2 separate regions of the Sus scrofa genome follow, and region 1 is linked to region 2. The links are chromatin contacts, called in public HiChIP or PLAC-seq maps. All regions are on one chromosome and are shown on one strand. The core of a region is the stretch at or near the end of the contact, and the rest is flanking DNA. Distances in the headings are between cores, read along the strand shown. Region 1 overlaps ECT2L (epithelial cell-transforming sequence 2 oncogene-like). Region 2 has its middle 16 kb from the start of REPS1.

The links. HiChIP or PLAC-seq counts read pairs in DNA pulled down with a chosen protein or histone mark.
Region 1: an H3K27ac HiChIP or PLAC-seq map of alveolar macrophages shows a contact between it and region 2. The contact joins two enhancer-like sites. A contact is called at or near these places in 1 of 5 promoter capture datasets (fetal skeletal muscle), 6 of 47 Hi-C or Micro-C datasets (fetal heart ventricle, fetal liver, psoas muscle and 1 more) and 1 of 2 datasets of contacts at active chromatin or transcription factors (alveolar macrophages).

What each region holds. Positions count from the first base shown.
Region 1 is chr1:25,621,526-25,624,709 of Sscrofa11.1, forward strand. The region is part of intron 3 of ECT2L (epithelial cell-transforming sequence 2 oncogene-like); the gene reads right to left. Among named protein-coding and RNA genes, the nearest start is that of ECT2L, 21 kb to the right of the region's middle. Within about 2 kb of position 1,481, at least 10 of the 83 cell types and tissues checked have an H3K27ac peak or open chromatin away from gene starts, as enhancers often do. A contact at or near this core is called in alveolar macrophages, where this site is marked.
Region 2 is chr1:25,463,589-25,467,045 of Sscrofa11.1, forward strand. No RefSeq gene overlaps it. Among named protein-coding and RNA genes, the nearest start is that of REPS1, 16 kb to the right of the region's middle. Within about 2 kb of position 1,638, at least 2 of the 83 cell types and tissues checked have an H3K27ac peak or open chromatin away from gene starts, as enhancers often do. A contact at or near this core is called in alveolar macrophages, where this site is marked.

The DNA of each region.
Region 1 (3,184 bases), core at 231-2,730, 160 kb after region 2:
AAGTATCACAAGTGAAAGATGAAAAACCTGTAGCACCTGAACAAACAACTTTGTTTTGTTAATTGAGAATAGAAGGGACTTCCTGTTGTGGCTCCGTGGGTTAAGAACCCACCTAGTATGAGGATGTGGGTTCAATCCATGGCCCCACTCAGTGGCTAAGGATCCGGTGTTACTGCCAGCTGTGGTACAGGCTGCAGATGTGGTTTGGATCTGGCATTGCTGTGGCTGTGGTGCAGGCCAGAAGCTGCAGCTCTGATTTGACCCCTATCCTGGAAGCTTCCATATGTTGCAGGTGTGGCACTAAAAAGGAAAAAAAGAGAGAGAGAGAGTAGAAGGCACAGGACACTCTTATGGTCTGTGTTCCTGTCTCTAAGAAGGAGTAGATGAGTGGTGGAAAAAGCCTTGGGGCTTTTGGGTCACCTAGGACTTGTTCCTTGCCCTTGGCTGTGTACCAAATCACCTTGGGAACTTAGTAAAAACAGCTTCTCACATTCCCCATGGTGTGTTGAGCCAAAATGTCTTGGGTGAGATTCATGGTTTGTGTTTTTACAAACTTCAAGTGTCTCTGATGGGCTCACCCTTCTTAACACTGGTGAACTTGACTTCTCATTGGTAGAAGAGGCAGCCTAGCAGATCCTGATGCTGATGCAAAAGTCAAGTACAAAGTGTTGAATACATGTATGGTGTCCTTAGGACAGTGTATAGCCCTATTTGAAGCCCTGAATTAATTAAATACTCAGACTCTGTAGGAGGGCCTGAAAGTTTCTCTCCTATGTGTAAAGACATCAGTTTGACTGCTAAACGCTTTGTGTTTTTCCAAATCTACCTGGTTCTCAGCTAGATTCTGGAGAGCTGATATGACCAGAGAAGTGACAATTAGATAAATAAACTATTATGGACCATCTTAAAACCTCTTTTTCTTCCTTGTCTTTTTTCTTTTTCTTTTTTGCCTTTTCTGGGGTCACTCCCGCAGCATAGGGAAGTTCCCAGGCTAGGGGTCTAATCTGAGTTGTAGACACCGGCCTACACCAGAGCCACAGTAACACGGCATCCGAGCTGCGTCTGCGACCTACACCACAGCTCACAGCAACGCTGGATCCTTAACCCACCGAGCAAGGCCAGGGATCGAACCCGCAACCTCATGGTTCCTAATCGGATTTGTTAACCACTGCACCACGATGGGAACTCCTCACTTTTCTTAAATAAGGAAAACCAGGGCAGCTTCAGGGTTAGTGAATTTAAGAACTCAGTGTCAGCGAAGGCCAAGGATTTTCTCTCTTCCCCCTTTGTCTGCTCAGTAGGTTGCTTTGGTCTTCAAGCTTGCCCCCTGGGGTGGTTCCCAGATGACTGCCTCTCTGAGTAGAGATCATGGGCAATAAGGCAGAACTTTCCTCAAGTTCCTTTTTAAGTCCCTTTGAGGAGGATGAAAACTCTCCTAGAAACCCTAGCAGCCACTCTCTTGTGTTCCCTTGGGCAGAATTCATATCCCCACGCCCTTTCCTAAACCTGATGGAATGACCATGATTCTGGCCAACTCTGACTCACTCTTGGGGGGACAGGGTGACCAGCCACCCCTGAAGCACATGATACCGGGGGAGAAAAGGACTTTGTCAGGAAGATGAAGAGGAAGTAAGGAATGGCGTGGGCAGGCGGGTGATGGTCAGTGTCTGGGCCACTAAACAGGAACTAACACAAGAAGAGGAAGGATCTCCCGCTACCCAAGCTTCTGATCTACCCAACCTTACTGACGTCTGCCCTTTCTCTTTCCTTCAGATGAAGCACTTATCTCAGTTATTGCTCCCTTTACCCTTGTGATACTATTCAAGGGTATTTCTTAAATGGATGAAACTGGTTTTAATATCTGGTGGTGCAACTCTTACTATCTCTTCTCTTTAAATTTTTCGCAGCCATTGTAGTCCATTTTCTCTTCCACATTAGCTTTAGTATTCATTTTTCAAAATCCATAAGAAAATCCTATGTAGAGATCTGTACTGGAACTGAATAATTCAATGCTAAAGATTAACTTGGAGAGAACTGGCATCTTTAAACATAGCACATCTACTTATCCAGGGTTTTTTTTTTTTTCCCTGCTATCCTTTAATACAAATTTCCAATTTCCTCATAAGGGTCTTGCGCTTACCTTTTTAGCTTGATGCAACACATATAGGAAGCAGCGCTGAGAGAAAGGAGAGAGAGGGCAAGCTCTGGTAACATTGTTTGAATCTGAGGATCTAGCCCAGCCTAAAGCTGGACAAATCTTAAGTCAATAAATTCGCTTTTTGTTTTAGGCTGATTTGGTTTCCATTTCTGTAATTTGCACTTGAAAGCCTTCTGATGATGACATCAAAAGAATATATAGAGATGGCAGGAGGGAAGGTGACAGACATTCACTGAGCACCTACTGTGTAAGAGCATCCTCCTCCTGTTTCTAAGATGCTCGAGCCTGTTTAGGCCTCACGGGAAGCCACGTCCATTCTTCTTCTGCCATCAACCCTCCTAGAAATTTCCTAAAGAGATTTTTAAATACAGAATAGAAACAATGGTCTCTTAAAATCTTGTCTCCATTTTCCAATGAATTATCTGTGGATTCGCCTCTTCCCACAAGAGGGTAAAAAAAGACGACCTGGTAGATCTGGAGGTGAACATCACGTCCTCTGTAAATGGCTGGTAGTGTATCACCGGGGCTGCTACATTTGGGAAGTTGTGAATGAAACAACCTTAAGAGGTGCCAGTCACACAGATGACAGTGCAAAATAGCACCCCCTGGAGGTATGCCACATGGCACCCCTTGGGTATTATTACTATGCATAATTCCTTTTGGAATTGCTTTATAGAAGTCTTAAATTAATGAAAAGTTTTGAATGAAGCCAAGTATTAGTAATATCCTGTATTCTAAAACTCGTAACATCTGGAAAAGTACCTTCCTCCTAGAGAGCTACCAAAGGAATTTTTTTGATTATCCTTTAGTTATCATTGTAAGTAGGAGCATTTCATACATCTTCATACAATCAGCAGGCACTTACCGAATGGCTACAGTGTACCTGGTATTGCTGTAAGTGCTCAGAACAGAAAAATTTACCAGAAAAATCCCTGCCCTCAAGTAGCCCCCTTGGAGTGAACCAGGCAGACAGTAAAAAACTAAGCGTGACCGCATATAGCATAATGGCAGGTGGAGCTACGTGCT
Region 2 (3,457 bases), core at 388-2,887:
TTTCTTTATAGAGTCACCGTAAAGCTTACTTACCTCAAGCAATCATTCAACAAATAGTAATCATTATTATTATGCACAGTAGGCTTAAGTGATGGAGTTTGTTTTTTCCAGGCCTTGGGAGGTACCGTGTCTAGGGTTAAGTGAGGCAGTCTCCTCTGGAACTGATGGCTAGGATGTCTGTGTCACAGCCTAGTTTCAAGATAAGAAAATGGGTGCCTTTTGATGACTTGCATTTTGTAGGGACACAGGGAGCTGAAGAAAATTGCCATGTTGTCCCAGTAGGAATTTCTGATCTTGCACAGATATGGTAACTCAATTTTCTAGTTAGGTATAAACAAGTTAACCTGTAATTTAACCTTGTGTGGGTGATAGGCACCCCCGGGGCCTTCTTCCCACTGGCTGGATGAGACATTTTAGGTGGTACAGAGGGTTCCTTTTGAACCATATCAGCTGCTCAAAAAGGACAAGTACCAGTGTGTCTTGAGACCATAGGTCTGAGCTCTCACAGTTACCTGACACAGGAGCTTACCCAGGGCCTGCTTTTCTACCTTCAGAGCAGAATACAAGTCCTCTCTCTGAAATTGCCAGAAAGCTACAAATTAGCATGGTAACTCAAAGGAACTTGACAGAAGGACCTTACAGGTAGGATTCATTAGAAACAGGGCAGTGGTAACAATAACCTGGACTTGGCCCTAAGGTTCAGGAATAGGGTCTGAATCTTCTCTATTTAGTTCAGTGAGATGAGGGGAGAAAGTAGCCTGATTAGGGCCTTGGCCAAAGGGCAGGCATTGACCAGGGTTCCATGTAGGGCAGGAGACACCGACGCTGTAGGAGCAGGAAAATTGAGCTCTCCTTGAAAGGAAAGGTCAAAATCATGCACATGAGCCAAATTCCAAAGCACTGAAAGTATTAGGCGCACCAAATCTGGGGTCTGCTCTGAAGGTCAAGTTCAGAGAAAAGGCAGACTGCAAGCAAAGCAGAGTCGAAGGTAGTAGAGTGTTGTATAAAGGGAGAGAAATACATGTTTTTCCCTGAAATTTTTTCTAGAATATTAATTGACATTTATAATTTTCATTTAACGGCTTGCTACGAGGACCGAAAAGAGGTTGGTGGCAAATGACTGTGTGGGTGAGCCCAGCTTAGACAGCCTGTGGGAAAGCAGGGGAAGAGCGAGGTCAGTGCTCATGTTAGTGCAGGCTGATTTTTAACTCCTTCGGTTCCACCCTTAATCAAGTATGGGGGCACTTCCCCTTTCCCCCTCACGCCAACTCAAAGTAAAGCTTTTGCCGTTTTCTCCAGGATGTGTGGATATTCGGGGTCTTTGCAAGAGTGGACGAGGGTCCATTTGGCTAAAGACATGTGGAGTACGCCTGAGTGGGCTTCACTCTGCTGGGCAGTACTCAGGGTGGGCACAGAGAATGGCTGGCTTGGGCCCTGTTCCCACCCAAGGGGCTCCTCCGGTGAACTCAGGGATTCTGAGATTTATAACCACTAGGCCTTCAGACAGGGCCCCTCCTCTTTGTCGTCCTTCCTGTTCACCCTGCTTTTCTGGAGCAACAGCCTAAAGCTTTCTAGATTGCTTCTCTAGGATCAACCTCCAGGCTCCCAAGGGGCCCTCTGATCAGCCCCTCTCATTGGAAAACCCCTTCTCTCCTGCTTCCCTCTTCTCAGAAGCGTTATCTCCCTTTATGTTGCCGCCTTCTCCTATGGCATTTTCACAATAAGTCTTGATTTAGAAAGTCATTTGTTAATTAAAACCTGCAAATTTAACTCTCTTTGAGAGCAGGGAGAGCTTAACTCCAAATCCTCCCTGGAAATGAGGTGAAATGTTTGCATTCCAGCTTTCCAGTACAGACAAGCAGGGGAAAACAAAGCTTTCATAGTAAGCAGGCTGAAATTTCACAAGCTACTGCAAAATGTTCACATGAAAGGGGATCAAAGGCCATTAGAGGAGAACCAGAACTTCTCAAACTAGAGACAAAGCCAACTTGAGACTCAGATGTGGGGGAGGTATGTATAAATTGGGGCTGCGTTGTACATATACTTTGTGTGTGTGTGTGTGTATGTGTGTGTGTGTGTACAACACAGGGGACAGAAAAGAAATTGTTGAGCAGCACATACGTCTCTCCTCCACTGGACTATAAATTCCTCAATGACAATGATCAGGTTATTCAACTTGCTGTTCTCAGCATCTAGTAGAATTATGAGCCCATGGTAGGTGCCTAATATTTGCTTGAAATGAATGAAACTTACCAGACTAGTTTTAGGACAGGAATTTATATGTACATGCAAAGCCCCTGGCATGTCTTAAAAAGCCCTACACAAATCAGACAACTCAAACCTTTGGAAGGTTTGAGATATACTAGAACATTAAATGAATGTGTTACCAATGAAGATCGTAAAAAATGGAAGCCAATGTAAGGGAAGTAAATAAAGCACCAAGGTGTAAAAATAAAGTAAGTGGTAGTTTTTCCATTCCAAAGCTCATCGCATCAAACAACTTCTTTAAAATCACTCTAGTTGATCCAATTAGAGTGTATTTGGAAACATCAAATGTTAGTCTTATTTCTAAAATAAACCACTTTTCTTCAAAACGATAAAGGCAACAGGTTAGAAATTACACAAGGAAACACATCAAGTATTTGATGGGGTCTGGCTGGTATGGAGAACCAGGCATCACTCTCCTTTAAAATTCAGCCTGGTCAACACGAGGGTTTGTATTGTGGGGGTATTGCTGTTGTTTTTTTAGATGTATTGCATGCGTTCTACTCACTTAACAAATTCTCAAGGGTATGATACAGGATTGTCATGGGTCTACACTCTGTTCCATAGCAGATCACTAGAACTTATTCCTCTTGTGGAACGCTTTCATTTTCCTCTCCCCTTTTCTCATTATCTTTCGCTTACTTTTGCCTTCAACATCACCTCTAGTTCCATTCTCAGTTTGCCCATCTCTGAAGACCTAATCGGACATGTCATCACTTTAATCTTGTTAGCACTCACATGTCCTGTTCTATTTGTGAAATTATTGATCATCATCCTACAATTCTCTCCTTAAGGAAGGGTCAACAGCAAAAGGGTACATGGACTTCTCACCACTCCAGGTCTATGTAGGGAAACTGTTCTATATATTCTAGGAGTATTCTCTTTCTTTCTCTCTCTTAGGCCTGCACTACATTGTATTATCATTACCAGTTGTCTCATAGTAATGTCACATTCACTAGCTTCTTACCTATACAAAGGCAAAAAATGTTTTTCACCAAATTCTCAAACTTAGCACAATGCCTGACATAGAGTATGTATTTAATAACTGATGAATGAATGGGAGTTCCCGTTGTGGCTCAGTGGTTAACGAACCCGAGTAGTATCCATGAGGACACGGGTTCGATCTCTGGCCTTGCTCAGTGGATTAAGGATAAGGCGTTGCCATAAGCTGTGGTGTAGATCAAAGACACCG